Linked DNA regions of Sus scrofa: region 1 is linked to region 2. A link is a contact called in public Hi-C data. All regions are on one chromosome and are shown on one strand. The core of a region is the stretch at or near the end of the contact, and the rest is flanking DNA. Distances in the headings are between cores, read along the strand shown. Region 1 holds the start of LTC4S (leukotriene C4 synthase). Region 2 holds the start of SQSTM1 (sequestosome-1).

Region 1 (4,863 bases), core at 1,143-3,642, 38 kb before region 2:
GATCTTAGGCCTCAGCTTCCTGTTGCCAGGGCAGAAGAGGACGAGGTGGGAAGAGAGGAGGTCTGGGCTCAGAGGAACTGAGAGCTTGGCAGAGAGGAGAGCCTACATGTGGGCAGAGAAGCACAAACACACAGCAGCCCCATGGGTGAGCAGCAACAGTCGCAAACACACTGGGATCACAGCACAGAAACACACAAAGCTCGTGCAAACACATGGGCATGTAGCCTGCCTGCTGGGCATGTGTCCCACCCTTCAGGTGGGTCTGGAAAGGAGACGAGCCCAGGGGGCTGTAGTCAGGGGGCTGAGTGGGCAGAGAGAGGGCTGGAGGATGCATCTGGCCTCTGCTCCCTGGTGCTCCTGTCTCTGTTTCTGAGCACCTGTCAATCATTCCCACATCACTGAGCATCTGCTGCTGCAATGGTAAGCCCAGGTCCACAGCAGGATGCAGACTTGGAGATCCAGCCCTACTCTTAGGAGCCCCCAGTGCCCCCAGATGTAAAACAGCTGGTACCCTGGGGGCAATGATGGACAAAAGGCATTCACTGGGCCTTGGCCAGGTGATGAGAGGGTAGAAAGGTACAGGGGGAGCCCAGGAGGCAAAAAAGCCCTCAGACTGCAACCCAGGCTTGGGGGCAGCAAGGAAAGAGGCTGGGTAGATAGCCAGGGCAGAGCTCCTGAGGTCACAAAACCCTGATGTATGGCGACTCTCCAGCATGACCAAGCAAGGGGCACCTGGGCATCATGGTGGCCCATCACCTGGTGCAGCAGCTCCCTCCCTCCCTGCATGGCCTGTACTTGCTTGTGGCCTCCCTGGCTCCTGCCTATGCCTGTGTATCTGTCTAGACTCTGCCACCGCTGACCAAAACAAAACCCACCTCGAACCAGCTTGAGCAAAAAGGAGAAGTGGCCATCTTTTTTTTTTTTTTTTTTTGTCTTTTTGCTATTTCTTGGGCCGCTCCGGCAGCATATGGAGGTTCCCAGGCTAGGGGTCGAATCGGAGCTGTAGCCACCGGCCTACGCCAGAGCCACAGCAACGAGGGATCCGAGCTGCGTCTGCAACCTACACCACAGCTCACGGCAACGCCGGACCCTTAACCCACTGAGCAAGGGCAGGGACCGAACCCGCAACCTCATGGTTCCTAGTCGGATTCGTTAACCACTGCGCCACGAAGGGAACTCCAAGAAGTGGCCATCTTACAAAATGGAAAGGCTAAACAACCAGGGCATTGTTCCAGGCAAGGTGGCCTCAGGGCTCAGACAAAAGCCAGCTCTCTCCTGAGTGCGGCCCTAAAAAGACAAAAAAAAAAAAAAAAAAAAAAGCCACCTCTCTCCTTGAAACCTAGCCCTGTGTTGGATCCATCCTCCTCAGGATGGTGAGCAGCCATAAGTGGTCCTTGGTAATCTCCCTCCCCATTCTGAGTCCTCTTCTAAGGAAGAGAACTCAGTTCCAAGGAAGTTTCCAGAACTGCATTTTACCATCTTGAGTCAGTACTTGGCTCACACAGTCAATTTTGGCTCACACGTCCATCCCACAGACCTGGGAGGGGCAGGAGGCAACTCTGCCCAGGCCACTGGATAGAGTGTGGGTAGGGTTAGGGACTCAGGAAGAAGGGATGCTGGCTAGATAGAAATGGCAGGAGACCGTTTCAGGGTCAGGGGCGCCAGAGACCATGGGTTTGGCCATCCCAAGTGGGCTGACCCACCCTGCCAGGCCAGCCAGGAGGCCTTTTGGGATGGCCCTTGTGCATGGAGCCCAGGGAGCTGTGAGGGGGCAGACATCAGGGCTCCTGAAAGGGAGCAAGGACTTGGCTGTGCCCAGTGTGGGCTGGGTGCTTGGATGCGCTGCAGAATTACATGTTACCAAACAACCAAAGTTGGGGAATGGGGACCAGATGAGTGGGTGTGTACAGGTGGGTGGGGAGTCAGGGCCAGGAACATGTGAGGAGCCTGTGACCTGTGGCCAGGTGAGAGATGGGGCAGGGCAGGGCTTGGAAGGTGGCACTAGGGGTCGGTTGAGGATGAGAGGAACTTGGTGATAGATGGGAAGTGGTGGCAATGGGTGACTCAAGTAGGAGCCGCTAGATTCCTGAGACCAGACCCAAGACAAAAGGAGGTCTGGAGGGCCAACTGGGACCTTCTGAGAATGCAGGGCCTGGGTGGACACTGGACACACCATGGCTGAAGTCCTGGCTGGATAACTTGAGTTCTGCCGGCACAAGGCTAGGCACAGAAGGGGCAAAATGACTGTGAGGAGGTGGCTGGGCTGTCCCCAGCTGGCTGTTCTCTCATCTGGCCCTGGTTGCTGTTTGCTCAGCCTGACCAGGCTCCCAGGCTCTCTCAGGCCATAGTCACGTCCCCACCCCCCCTCCACTGAGAAGGGGCGGGGAGAGCAGGCCACTCTTCCTGTCCTGGGCCCAGTCTCGGCCCAGCGGACTGAGGCTGATAAGAACTCTGTGGCCAGTCCTCTCACACACCAGCCTGGCCTGACAGAGCCATCGGCGCCATGAAGGACGAGGTGGCTCTTCTGGCCACTGTCACCCTCCTGGGAGTCCTGCTGCAAGGTGGGTTGGCTCCTGCTTGGGAGGTGGGTGGGCCTCAGACCCCTGCAATTTGCCTTCCACCCTCCAGGCGCTGGGGAGGTGCTGGAGGGCCCAGGCCTAGGTGAGGGGCGGAGGGAGGGCTCTAGCCCAGACTCCTGGCCCAAGCTCTTCTGGCCCCCATCAGAGGAAGCGATGCTCCAGGGCTTCCACTTCCCCTAGGTGGGAAGGGGGGAGGCCCCGGAGGGGTGTCTGCAGGGCAAACTGTGAAACCCTGGGCAGGGACCAAGCCTAAGAGGTGCCTGATCTAGGGGATGGGCAGCGAAATAGAAAAAGGCCCCTGAGGGACAACTGAGAGAGGCATGCGCGGTGCCTGGCTTGGGGTGGGGGTGGCCCCTCAACCAGCATAAGGACCTCAGAGGAGGGCAGCGGCTTTCAGGGAGCAGATGGGGCATCTAGCTGTGCTGCGCGGTAGGGCCTGAGCAGGAGGGCAGGGTGCCAGGATGAATGCATGTTCTCATGGTGGGTATGGAAGCGGGTCAGTCATGTGCCTGTGCAGCCCTCCTCCAGCTGATCTCTGCCCTCTTCTGCTGTCCCCTCTCTGAGTGTCCCAGTGGGAGGGCCCCATCCCCCGGCCCTGCCTTCAAGAAGGCACCCTTTCCATGCTGGATAAGGTTGAAATCTGCTCTTCAGCTCCCAAAAATGCCTGCTTGGTGCCCTTCTCAGATTGGCTCTAGCCAAGCCATTCCCGGGATGGATATTCCAGCTTCTTGGGACATCACTGCCTCACACTGTAACAGCGAGAACAAGGCACAGCCTGGGGCAGAGGTCCTGGGGGGACTGAACAGACAGCCTGACTTGCTCTCCAGCCATACCAGTGACTTTGGCCCTCAGCCCCTCCTCATTTAGACACCAGGTTGCCCTCCAGATCCTACAATGTGCTGGCACAGCTGCCCTTGGTACCCAAGTGCACTCAGCATGGGATATGTCTGCAGGGGGCCTGGCACCAAGGGTACCAGGACCACAGGACTTGCAGGAAGACACTGGAGTCACTGTGTGTGTGGTGGACTCCTGGCCTGAGGCCAAGGGAAGGGCTCCTATACACGCAGACCTCCCAGGACAAGCCCACTCTCTGTACCCACCTGTGTTGGGATGGAGAGGGGCAGAGCCCTGGTGGCCTGGGGTTGGACTAGAAAAGTCCCAGCTGCAGCCACGTGGGAGCAGAGGAGAGGATGTCTGTCAGATTTAGGCAGGGTCCAGAGAGCCTGAGCAGAGCAGCTGAGGTGGGAACCTCAATTGGACCAAGAGCAACCCAGGCTTGCTGGGGAGGTCTGTGGACTCTGTGGGTGGAGGGGCAAGGACAGTTGGCCACAGGGTGTGTGCTCCCCTGCACGTGCAAGGATGCGGCCGGCTCTGCCTCAGGGGATACCCCATCCAGGGACCTGGGCCTAGAGAGTGGGAGTTGGGCATTTGCCTGTGTTTTGCAAGTCAAATGATTCAGGAGCAAAGTCCTCCTGTGGGCAGGTGTCCCATGACATGTCATCCTCCTGCCCCTACACTCACTGGGTGGGACAGGACCTCTCAGAGCCCCAGGCCCGCACCCTCCCCTCCCCACTGAGTGTCACAGGGGCCGGAACTCCCCTTCGTCAGGCTTTATAGGGGGAGTCCTGACGAGAAGAGCGAGGAGAATGATGAAGAAAATATGCGTGGCCAGAGTGGACGCGGGGGCCGAGGGAGGCTGCGGGCGTCGCGGTGCCATTTCTGACTCCTGCAATATCTCCGCCCCCAGCCTACTTCTCCCTGCAGGTGATTTCGGCGCGCAGGGCCTTCCGCGTGTCGCCGCCGCTCACCACCGGCCCGCCGGAGTTCGAGCGTGTCTACCGAGCCCAGTGAGGCGCGGTGGGAGGGCGCGGGGTGGGGAGCGATGCTGCCCGGAGGCCCCAGGTAGGCGCCCTCATGCCGCCCTGCCCCCACCGCAGAGTAAACTGCAGCGAGTACTTCCCTCTGCTCCTCGCCACGCTCTGGGTCGCCGGCATCTACTTTCACGAAGGTCTGGGCACAGAACAAGGGTGCACGCCCTGGAACCCCGGGGGTCCCTGTCATTGGGCTCACCCCACCCCGCCCGCCCCTCTCTCAGGTGCAGCGGCACTGTGTGGCCTCATCTACCTGTACGCACGCTTCCGCTACTTTCAGGGCTACGCCCGCTCTGCGCAGCAAAGGTGAGAACCCGGGCGAGGCTCCCGGGAAGTCCGGCGGGAGGCTTGTAGTTGGCTTGTGGGCGGGGTCCTGACGGCCGAAGCTGAGAGTGGATGGCGGGCGGCACCTG
Region 2 (4,976 bases), core at 1,941-4,440:
ATATTGAGGAGTTCCCGGTGTGGAGCAGTGGTTAACGAATCCGACTAGGAACCATGAGGTTGAGGGTTTGATCCCTGGCCTTGCTCAGTGGGTTGAGGATCCGGCATTGCCGTGAGCTGTGGTGTAGGTTGCAGACGTGGCTCGGATCCCACATTGCTGTGGCTCTGGCGTAGGCTGGCAGCTACAGCTCTGATTAGACCCCTAGCCTGGGAACCTCCATATGCCGCGGGAGCGGCTCCAGAAAAGGCAAAAAGACAAAAAGACAAAAACAACAACAACAACAACAAAAAAAAAACCCAAGAACTTATTGAAGCCCATGCTCCTATACTGACTACCTGAGTTACCATTCTGCCTCAAAGGGATGGGATTATTTTTAGAAGGGAGGAAAGGGAGGATTGAGGTGGTGGCTACAACACACCAGACAACAATAAAATCAGAAGACCTTCCAGCCACTGCTGCTCATCTCATCTCCCAGAACCTTCCCTGACTCAAGGTCTCTTCTGCGCTCCTCACTCTGTCACCTCAACCCTGGCTGTAGCCTCCCGCCTGGTACCCCTCTCCCAGCTGACATCCTCAAAGGCATCTGAGTAATAACTAATGCATCTACCTACGGAGCATCATCTGGGAGGGGTGACTCTGTTGTCCCACTCCAGCGCCATTTCAAAGGTGAGGAAAGTGAGAGGCTGGTCATTTGGCCAGACTCAGGCATGAAGCTTTCCCACTGGCAGAGTGTTCATGCTATGCCCTAGAGGGTGGGGAGGGGGTCAGTGGGCACCAGGGAGGTTCACGGAGCTCCCTGCAACCCTGGGAGGGGAATGAAGCAGATGTCGGAAGGAGGCCTTGGATCATGGGGACACCGTCTGATCACCAACTCCCTGCCACCCTGGCTTCTACTTGCTCTTTTGGCTCCTGAGTCCTGAAGAGACCCGTGCAACACCTCCCCACCTCGGCTGCCTGGCTGCCTGATGAGATGTTATCAATATGGGTAGCAGCAAGGGGCCCGGGGATCCCCTTGTTATGACAGCAGGTCATGGGATGCTGACTCACTGCTGGCCAGGCCACCTGACCACAAGCACAGGCGGAGAGGGCCCTGCCAGGGGGTTCCCCAGCTGCCGTCTTGTTTACCTTTATCAGGCCTAGAGGGAGGGCAGGGCTCAGCAGCGGGGTATGCTGGGAAGGCTAGAACTTTTGGCTCCCAAGGAGCAGGGGTCTCCCTGCTTCCCAGAGTCCCGTTTTCTTCCACCTCCTTTCTCCCTGAGCTTTCCATCGCTCCCTGCAAACCCACCACTGTCCCAAAACAGCTAAAAGGCAAGAGAGCAAAGGTGTTGCTGGTGGCAGCATCTGTCTCAGTTACTTATTTAGACAGAGACTGTGCCTGGAGACCTCCCTGAAACTGGAGGCTCCCCAGAGCCACGGGGCTTTCCTAGCACACCCCCATGCTTGCAGATGGGGACAATCAAGCTCTAGGATGCAGGATGCCAGGCTCTTGGCCTGCCTGGCCTGCCTAGGGCTGATTGGCTCCCAGGTTGCTGAGTCATATGGGGGCACCTGTGGGCTGTTGCAGCCTCTGCCCAGCACTGCCTGCTCTGTGTTCCTTAACCCTGTCTGTAGGGCAGTGGACAGGGAGGGTAAATTTCCCAGGCTCACAGCAAGAATGAAGGGAGAATCATGAGAGGGTGACTGTCCTCTTCACAGCCCTGCTTTGGGCAGGGGTTCAAAGCCTCACCTACTCTGAAACTCTCTGGGAGGAACAAGCCACATCTGTGGCTAGGTTCCTGCTGTGATTCCACAAGCAAGTCAGCAAACTAGCCAAACCCAATCTACCTTCCCCATGGTCTCTGGGTTTCCCATTCCCTTAAGGTTTTTTGTTTGTTTGTTTGTTTTTGTCTTTTTAGGACTGCACCTGAGGCATATGGAGATTCCCAAGCTAGGGGTCGAATCAGAGCCGTAGCCGCTGGCCTCCACCACAGCCGCAGCAACCCAGGATCTGAGGCTAGTCTGCAATTTACACCATAGCTCAGGGCAACACCAGATTGTTAACCCACTGAGCAAGGCCAGGGATCAAACCTGCGTCCTCATGATGCTAGTCAGATTTGTTTCCGCTGAGCCACGATGGGAACTCCCATCCCTTTAAGTTTTACTGACTTCCACAAACCCCACCATGAAAAAAGTGAGTGTGACTCAGCAGGTCTGACTTTCTACCTACAGAGCCCTACTTGGGAGGATTCATAGGGTGACATACCCGCCTGCTTACCTTCTTCTAAGGCACCTCCTCCCCCAACAACCCCCTTCCCCTAGGCACTTTGAACAGGTCACTTCGGTTACATAAAAGAGTGTTTCTTGGCTCCTGGGGGTGGGGTAGGGTGGGGGCTGTTGATGTAATCCCTGGGCTGCCCATGAGGCCAACAGACCTGAGATCTTTCAGGCCATTGGGCACCATTTGCTGAGCTGAACCTTGAGCTGACAAGTGGGGATGGATGGGGAGTACCGATGGGGAGTCCTTAGGGCTTCAGTGAACATTTGGTGGCCACTGAGGCTCCAGGAAGCCTTAGCAGACCCCCCAGCAAGGTGGGGATGGGAAGATCCTGTGCTCTTCTGGCATCTCTCAACCCTACCCCCTATTAAACTGGAAGCTCCTCTGGTGCTCAGGTTTGAGTTGAGTGTCTGTGCTTTAACCCAGTAAAGGGCCATTAGGGGGGATGCTGGGGGCGGCGTAGTGGGCTGCCACCTGAGAAACTGGTGGCAAGAGCGGGCCCTTGACAAGAGTGGCAAGGTCAAGACAGCGCCTCGGGAGCCAATTTGTTGTAGCTAGCAGTGTCAGCAGTGTCCCCTCTTCCTGGCTTCCAGCCTCTGTTGCCCACCTCCCTCCTGAGCTGTGCATCCCCGGTGGCCTGGGTTCCGTTTTGCTGAGTCACGGCCTGGTCAGGCCTGGGAGGGGTCTAGGGCGGGACCCTGGCCGGTCCCTTGCCCCAGGTATAGAGGTAGGCGCCAGACTTAGATGTCAGCGTGCGGGGCCGGCCTCTTGGTGTCCCTGGTGCACTTGGGGCGGTGAGGAGAGGGGTCGGGAATGAGGGGGCTCAACGGCGGGGAGAGGTAGCGAGGCTGGGGCTCCTGTAGGGCGGCTCTCGCGCGACGGCCGGGGTGGCTGGAGCCAGACCTCTGACACTCAGGCCCCGCCCCCAGGAAGCGATGAGGGGCGGGGCTTCACCCGCGTTCCCTACAAAGGCCGCGCGTCCCCTCCCGCTGCCGCCGCCGCCGCCGCTACCACCGCCGGGCTCTTCTCTTGCTCCCCAACTGGTGGTCATGGCGTCGCTCACCGTGAAGGCCTACCTTCTGGGCAAGGAGGATGCGGCCCGCGAGATTCGCCGCTTCAGCTTCTGTTTCAGCCCGGAGCCCGAGGCGGAAGCCGAGGCCGCGGCTGGCCCCGGACCTTGCGAGCGGCTGTTGAGCCGGGTGGCCGCCCTGTTCCCCGTGCTACGGCCCGGCGGCTTCCAGGCGCACTACCGCGGTGAGCAGGCCGGGCGCTCTCGGGGAGCGGTGCGGGGCCGTGACGCAGTGCTGCCCTGCCGGGCAGGGTCGCTGCTCCCTTCCTTCTCGTGGGGCTTGGGGCCGCCTGCGGGAGTTTGATCGCTCGTTGGGTGGGCGGTGGCCCGCGTGGGTTCCCATTTCGGCCTTGGGTGCCATTCTGGTAGCCAGGAGTGGTGACCACAGCCAGACCTGTGGGGTCAGGCGCTGCCAGTCCCCTAGCGGATCGGGCCCGGCGACGTAAGAGGCCTCCCCTCCCCCCACCATGATGGTGCAGATCTTGGGGAGGGCGCGCGGGGGCGTCCTCACGGCGGGCACGGGGTGGTTAGAGGGGCACTCGGGTTACACTGCCACTTGGCTACTGCCCAGCTGGGGCCCGCTAGCCCCAGATGGGGGGTTCGGATAGTAACCCGGAAGAGCCTGGGCGGGCAGATGAGGGGGAAGGGCTGGCTACGCAGAAAAGTGACGAGGGTAAATAAGCAGTGGGGAGCCCTCAGGGCTGCACAGTCTGGCCGGAGGTGGGGAGGAGAGACCATAGGTTGCCCAAGGCCAGGCGGGATCCAGACGTTATCCCGTTGGCAGCGGACAGAGGGACAAGGTGAAAACATTCTCGAGAAGTGTTGGTGTAGGGACAGAGCTCACGAGCCTGCCTAGTTTCTAGCTGAGCTGGCGTGACCGGTGGCTGCGCGGGGTGGAGTTGGGGGAGGTTGTTGTGACTGGGAGGGAGGCGGGCGGACCAGGCCCGCCGGTGGGTGGGGCCGTGCCGGGACCTCCCTCAGGACTGCTGCCAGCTCGCCAGCCCCTAGCTTTTTCAAAAAAATAACTTTGAGTTCCTGTTCACATACTGTAGTTTAAAGTGTTGAGTTTTTAGTATATTCACAGATTTGCGCAGCCATTATCACAATCATCTGGGAACATTTTCATCACTTTATACACCAACTCTGTTAGCTTCCTCCCATCCCCATCATCCTATCCTCCAATCCCCAAGCGACCCCTAATCTCTATGGATTCCCCTATTCTGGACATTTCATGTAAAAATATGTAGTCTTGTAACTGGCATCTCTTATTTACATACTATTTTCAAGGTTTACTTATGTTGTAGTATGTATCAGTACTTAATTCCTTTTTGTGGATGAATAATATTGTCTTATGGTCATGCCACATCTTGTTTAGCCATTCATTAGCTGATGGGTGTTTAGGTTGTTTCTGCCTTTTTTTTTTTTTTTTTTTTTTGTCTTTAGGGTCACACCGGAGGCATATGGAAGTTCCCAGGCTGAGGGTTGAATCAGAGCTGCAGCTGCCGGCCTACGCCACAGCCACAGCAACACCAGATCTGAGCTGTGTCTGCCACTTACACCACAGCTCATGGCAACGCCAGATCCTTAACCCACTGAGCGAGGCCAGGGATTGAACCCACATCCTCATGGATACTAGTCGGGTTTATTTCTGCT

Evidence for each region. A called contact is a pair of places that touch in the nucleus more often than the background predicts.
Region 1: a Hi-C map of liver shows a contact between it and region 2, with 2.7 times the contacts expected there. The contact joins the promoter of LTC4S here to the promoter of SQSTM1 in region 2. A contact is called at or near these places in 1 of 5 promoter capture datasets (liver), 7 of 47 Hi-C or Micro-C datasets (epiblast stem cells, heart right ventricle, liver and 1 more) and 2 of 2 datasets of contacts at active chromatin or transcription factors (alveolar macrophages and skeletal muscle).

What each region holds. Positions count from the first base shown.
Region 1 is chr2:78,799,810-78,804,672 of Sscrofa11.1, reverse strand. LTC4S (leukotriene C4 synthase) reads left to right here and starts at 2,392. Exons shown (of 5, transcript XM_003123645.5): 1 at 2,392-2,561; 2 at 4,327-4,426; 3 at 4,517-4,587; 4 at 4,675-4,756. The coding sequence starts at 2,504. It also overlaps LOC106507308.
Region 2 is chr2:78,762,212-78,767,187 of Sscrofa11.1, reverse strand. SQSTM1 (sequestosome-1) reads left to right here and starts at 3,190. Exons shown (of 8, transcript XM_003123639.4): 1 at 3,190-3,508. The coding sequence starts at 3,190.